Linked DNA regions of Mus musculus: region 1 is linked to region 2. A link is a contact called in public HiChIP or PLAC-seq data. All regions are on one chromosome and are shown on one strand. The core of a region is the stretch at or near the end of the contact, and the rest is flanking DNA. Distances in the headings are between cores, read along the strand shown.

Region 1 (2,999 bases), core at 177-2,676, 360 kb before region 2:
CGGTAGCATCCTCCGAATGCAGGACATTTAGGAAAACAGAATTCCGGCTAAAGGGACACTCTGAAGAGAATGCAGTTAGGCTTACGAGAGCAGTAGAGCACAGAACGTGAAGCGTGTGAAGTGTATGCAGTTTCCAGACAGACGGTCTCTCAAGGCAGAGGTCAGTGGAAGGTGCATTACCAAGCTAGGAAGAATCCTTCATAAGGGGGGTGACTAAGAATTTAGAGTTGAGTGAGAGATTTATTAGTGCAGTGAACACCATGTACAGCACACAGCACAATGGAAGAGCTGCAGATACTGGTGCAAAGGGCAAGCAAACTTCAGCCTCCTCCATCATTCATCTCAGAGTAAGGAATAGACAGAGTGAGCTTGGGCAAGGCAGGCAGGCACAAAGAGGAACAAGAAACCCAGTAACCCGACTGAGTATAGCAGCCTTTTTCAAACTCCTGAGCACAATGTCCTGGAGCTGGAACACCCAACTTTTTCTTACGGTCCTCAAGCTATATCCTTCTATCCCAACCCCACAGGAGGCACACGACTCAACCAGTGAGACCAACAGCAGGCTAGCCTGAAGTGGAACTCCCAGAGAGAAGCTAGAGTATGGTGAAGGGGGGCCCTCTGACCTCTCCAATCACACTCCCACCTACGCTTTTAAAATAATCACACCACTCTTTCTCCTTGCTCACTCTACTAGCCACCATGGGGGACCCAGCAGCCACCCAGAGAGCCTTGAATGGACCCCAAGTCCTTGGGTGGACTTGACTGAGCCAGTGTAGTCAGCCTGGCTTTGGAGACATCTGATTTATATCCCACTTGGCTGGTGAAGGTTAGAACCCAGATAAACAGGAAGTTTCCTCAGGAAACATGGAAGAGTCACCTTCAAAACACATGTGCCAGCCAGTTAATTCTAGGGTTTCACAAGGAGACCTAAAGGGGCAGGGAACAAATTTCTTCATGGGTCACAGGCATCAACGCTGGACTGCCACAGCCAAAGCTCCTGCAGGGTGATGGAGGGGAGGGTCAGAGCAGGTATCAGACCAGAGCTCATGCTGAAAAGGAAACACATGAAACAGACCTTACCAGCCCCACCCTACCCAAATCCCACAATAGGAACAGCCAAAGAAAGGGCATAAGAAAGGTTTTAAGTTTTCTTGATGTTTTTTCTTTTCTCCTTTCTTAAAAAAAAAAAAAGTAAATAAATTAAATTGCCAACAATGTGGCTGGGCTAGATCAGAGAGACACAGCCAGTCCATCCTATGAAAACAAGACTGGGTAACAGATGGGGTTTGTGACTTGGAAATATAAACAAACAACACCAAAGGAAATCAAGCTAACTGCAATCACAGGGCTGAAGAGGGGCCACCGAGGCAACACAGACACCCTCTTGAGGCAGTGCCGTTCTGGATCAGCAGAGCCAGACAGCAGCTTCCTGCTGAGTGTACGAACACCAGTGCTCTCACGCCCACCCCTTCCTTCCCTTCCTAATTATGAAACGTGTAGGAAAGAGTTCAGCAACATTTCAACAACCCACCCTGTGCACCCTCACAGGGGCCACCCTGCGCACCCATCAAGGCCTGCACCTTCACAGCGGCCTGGACAGGGATGCGCGTGAGGACCAGGCTTTGGCCTCACTGGTTAGAGGGTTTGGGCCACACCCTCAGCCCTTCTGCCAGGTGCTGGCTCCTCAGAGCAGCTCTCAATGCTGCGTGACTTCAGCAAGCCTGCCTGCTGGGACTCCTGCCTGCTGGGACTCCCTGGTTTTGGAAGAGATAGACAATTAGAAATGCCTCACTCTACCCTGATCCTCTAGGGAAAACAAATTTCTTTGTGCTTTCTGAAAATATTTGGGAACCAGGGGATCTTAGTCAGGAAAATACAGAAGTGGGGATTTCTCCACCCTGACTGAAAATTTACAGACATTGTGGGGGAAAGAATATAGCAAAAGGCAGGAATCTGGGTTCTCCGCTGAAAGGCTGAGCTAAGTGCCCCAAAGTCCTTCATGCCAGAAGCAGGGAGTACGTGGCTCAGGTACAAGCCGCGGCATAAGGGCTGTGGGAGAAGTCAGGGCTCAGCTGCTGGAGCAATGGGTTTTCCAACTCTACCTCTTCCTGACAGCCAGTTACGCTCTTATATCTCCTCCACACCATGCGCAAATATCATGACGAGCCCTGGCTCCTGCACCATGTCGTCCCCCATGTGCTGGTTCTCACAGGCCATCACCACTACAGCCTGCTTGCCAGGGATGCGCTTGGCCACGTAGTTCTCATAGTAGCGCCGGTTCATCTGTCTTGTCTCTAGTGTGGCCAGACCCTGGGGCCAGCTGCGTTCATGGGCATTTTCAATCAGCTCGTTGACGATGGAGGCCGGGCAGCCACTTTCCACGAGGGAGCGCTTGATGACAGCCTGGAGCACAGCATCAGGAGTGGAGATCATGCCCCCCCAGCGGGTCACCCTTGCCGGCTGCAGGGAGTTCACCCACCTGTGGAGGGGTTGGGATGGTCACGCCAGCTCCTGCCTTTCTCTGCTTTGGCTTTTTCTCCTCAGAGATGACCTCCACTCTGCAGGCCACCTGACTTTCTTACTAGCATTGGTCCAGAAAACCCAAATTCTCCTCTAGTTGGGCCTGCTGTTCACATCACATCACTCACCATCCTCAATCCCTGAGTCTAGGCTGTTATTCTTTCAAGTCTCAATGCATGCATGGTGCCTACCACACAGCAACTGCCAGACTGTCCTGAAGGAAGAAATGTCTTCTACACTGTGGTCCTCGGGCCTATTCCTCTCCACTCCACACTTACCGTCTGGTCTACCAACTACACAGGCCTCCAAATGGACAGGGTCTTACGTGGTCTTACACTTCCCTTGTTCACTTGCTTGGTCTTGCTGGATTTTACAGACTTTCCTGGATGTACACTCTGCCCTCTCCTCCGCGTGCTAAGCTACCCCCGTTTGCTCCTGAGTACCCCTAAGCTCTCAGTACATGCTAGGTGCATGGTGGT
Region 2 (3,284 bases), core at 421-2,920:
TCTCTGCAATAAAAAATATTGTCTCGCCGGGCGTGGTGGCGCACGCCTTTGATCCCAGCACTTGGGAGGCAGAGGCGGGCAGATTTCTGAGTTCGAGGCCAGCCTGGTCTACAGAGTGAGCTCCAGGACAGCCAGGGCTATACAGAGAAACCCTGTCTCGAAAAACCAAAAAAAAAAAGTCTCAAGAACAAATAATCCTCTTTTTTGATATTTTCCTTTTACTGAACTTAATATAACAAAGTTTCTTTATATAACAATAAGAAAATAAAAACCTGTAAATTTTAGAGAATCCATAATGTAACACAGCTTTAAAAAAAGTAACAGGGGGTTCTATGTAGCAAGTTTTCAACAATCCAAACTTCTGTATCTTCATTTTCAATAACTGAATACAACAGAAATGGAAGTAGTACTGTAGGAAAATGTTGCTTTACTACCAGTTATTACCCCATGTGTACAACTGCAAGAAAAGGTTCCCATGTTCACAAATGCAGTGAGAGAAACTTACTGTTTGGTTTTGATAGGACCTCTCTCATCAATAGGTTCTCCAATGACATTCATGATTCTGCCCAAGGTCTCAGGACCAACAGGAATTTTGATTGGTGCCCCTGAATCCAGTACTTTCTGGCCTCTAACCAAGCCTTCAGTGCCATCCATAGCAATAGTTCTGACCGTGCTCTCCCCTGTCAATCAGCATTAACACGTTATAAGCACCAAAACCTAACAGTATGTAATGAAGGGTGATCAAAAGCAAACAGGCCTCCCCTCTCAGCACCTGAGTGTGGCTTCAGCAAACTCAGAAGAACGAAAGTCATTTGGTAAAGTCATCACAGAATGGAGATGGCACGATCTCGTGTTATTTAAGCCTAACAAGCTCTTTCCCACCTCTAAAACGTCCTACTTACCCAAATGCTGGGCCACCTCCAAAACCAGTCTGCTGTCCCTGCCTTGCACTTCCAGGGCATTTAGGATGGGTGGTAATCCCTCATCGAACTGGACGTCCACCACAGCGCCGATGACTGCCACGATTCGCCCGGTGGCAGTGCCTGCCTTCGGGGCCGCAGACGCCTGCGCCGCATAGTCTCTGGCTAGCAGACAAAAAGGTATTGGAAGGCGTTGGTGTTAGGACAGCTTAAGGTCACCCGAATCCCAGATTTATCCCCCGAGGGAAGGTTAGCTGAGCCCAGACTAAGTCTCCTGCAAGATAGGAGGAGGCATGGAGAAGGGCACGCTGCAATCGGGAACCCACCCGCACTGTTTTCCCGACCTCGTGCACAGAACCGCCATTATTCTCGAGTTTGGTATCCCCCTCAAAACCTCAAGGTCGAGGCAGCTGCCGGCCACTCTAGCCTCACAAAATGGGACGCTGCTGGTTATATCAACGCTCCCACGGGCGACTGTCCTTGCACTCCTCGGCTGGACAGTAGTCCGCTGCCCGGGAATCCTTATGGAGAACGGATCCGATAGGCCCAAGCTCAAGGTCACGGGGAGAAGAACCGAACTAGCTCCTCCAGGAAGGCGCTTACCAGGATGAACCCCGGCGGGAGCAGCTCGCAGTAGAAGCTGCGCCTGTGGCAGAGCCGCCGAAGGGCTGAGTCCCCGCAAGGCCCCGGAGGCCGAGGCCGAGGCCACACGCCCCACAAGACTCAACATGGCGGAATCCGGGTGGAGACTGAGCGCCGAAGCGGTCCTCTCCGCCGGTCCTGCAGCTGGGGCGGGGCAACCTCCGCCGTAGGCACAGTAATTGGGTGATTTTGCTGTTCGTCATCACCACTAACGCTTCTATAGGGTAAAAAAACTCGGAGCTTATCAGCTATTGGTCTAAACTGGTGCCAATCTGAAAATTCTCTTTTTTAATTGGAGGAGCCGCCCTCTAAGCCTCGAAACCTAATTGGCCCATGGGAACGTCAGTAGGAGAGGTTTTTGGCGGAACTACGTTGAAATAAAGGGGCGGGGTTCCGTTGAACCTGTGCACTAGGCCGTCTTTGACTGTCCTTGGACCTTGAGTTAGGTGACAGCCGCTAAGGTTGAGTGGCGGCGTCCTGAAAGTCAGGAACCTTCTGTGGCTCCAAAACGTGGGGTTTCCTCGACAGTAGTGAGGGTGGAAGTTTCCAGGCGGCCCAGCAGGTCCGAAACCTGGAGGCTCTTTATCATATAAATCCGTGCAACGAAAGAAACTAAAGCGACCCATCCTTCGACAGACGTTCTGCATCGAGGAGACAAGGTTATTTATTTATAACACTCGAGGGGTAATTTAGAGTCACCTACTTATGTAAAGAATTGCCCTAAGCAGACGTACTGACAGAACCCTGTAATTCCAGAACTTGACAGGTGAAGGCTCAAGATTCCAGGAGCCAACTGAAGCCCCTTGAGACCCTGTCTCAAACACAAAATGAAAGGTCAGAAGTAATAGACCTTTGCTGTGATATGTGTGTGCAGAAATCCGTAAAGTAAAGTAGAAAGGAAGAATACGCTAAGCGAGCCTTTGCCTGAAACCACATTTCTTCGGTTTGGTTGTAGATAAGGCAAAAAAAAAAAAAAAAAAAAAAAAAACGAAATCCGACCCTATAGGGAGATGATGCCAGGTCTCAAAGGACTTTTGAATGAAAGTGGAGGCTGGCCAGAAGTGTGTGTTGCTCTAGGATGGAAAGTCACAGAATCAATGATATCCTTGCCAGCAACAATGGGGATGGGGTGGAGCTCTAACAGGGAAGCCCTTGGTCTTCCTATGAGGATACACAAAGTTGTAGTATTGCACCTTTTTACTTCCTAGCATCCTCCAGTACTTCCCATTTTTCTGCATGATGATGAAAAAAGTTCTCAGTCTGACAGTGGAGAGCTGGCAAAGGCTGTAGCGGGGAACAAAGGAACGCACCCATATCCTCCTCAGCAATTACATGCATGTGTTATTGAAACAGTCTTGCTGTGGTTCAGGCATGCCTTGGACTCAGCCTCCCCATTCTTAAGATAACATCTAATAACCTTGCTAAGTAAGGAAGAGCCCAATGCAGGACAAGATGTTGCACTTCTGTGACACCAGCACTAGAGAGGGGGAGGCAGGAGTTTAAAATCATCCTGGGCTACACAATGAGTTGGAGGCCAGCCTACTGGATAACACTGCGTGGCAATAAGTAAAAAAAAAAATCATAAAATTCAGACAGAAAAGAACCAAAAAGAATGTCAGCATATGATTAGCAAGTAGAAGAAAGAAATATGGGGCTGAAGGGTAATAAGAGGATCGGAGGATGTAATGCAGAGAGTCAAGAGGCTGTCTGGTGAGACGTCTC

Evidence for each region. HiChIP or PLAC-seq counts read pairs in DNA pulled down with a chosen protein or histone mark.
Region 1: a contact with region 2 is called in an H3K27ac HiChIP or PLAC-seq map of microglia, with 5 times the contacts expected there. The contact joins the enhancer-like site here to the promoter of Atp5b in region 2. A contact is called at or near these places in 5 of 115 datasets of contacts at active chromatin or transcription factors (acute myeloid leukemia, embryonic stem cells, forebrain and 2 more) and 3 of 9 other capture datasets (adipose tissue, liver and pancreatic islet).

Annotation. Positions count from the first base shown.
Region 1 is chr10:128,437,563-128,440,561 of GRCm38.p6, reverse strand. It overlaps Rnf41 (ring finger protein 41), which reads right to left. Exons shown (of 7, transcript NM_001164237.1): 7 at 1-2,479. The coding sequence ends at 2,128. Among named protein-coding and RNA genes, the nearest start is that of n-TScga2, 19 kb to the left of the region's middle. Within about 2 kb of position 1,426, at least 47 of the 459 cell types and tissues checked have an H3K27ac peak or open chromatin away from gene starts, as enhancers often do. A contact at or near this core is called in acute myeloid leukemia, liver and microglia, where this site is marked.
Region 2 is chr10:128,081,693-128,084,976 of GRCm38.p6, reverse strand. Atp5b (ATP synthase, H+ transporting mitochondrial F1 complex, beta subunit) reads right to left here and starts at 1,670. Exons shown (of 10, transcript NM_016774.3): 1 at 1,524-1,670; 2 at 903-1,085; 3 at 506-680. The coding sequence starts at 1,650. Snord59a (a small nucleolar RNA gene) reads right to left here and starts at 835; the gene lies at 761-835.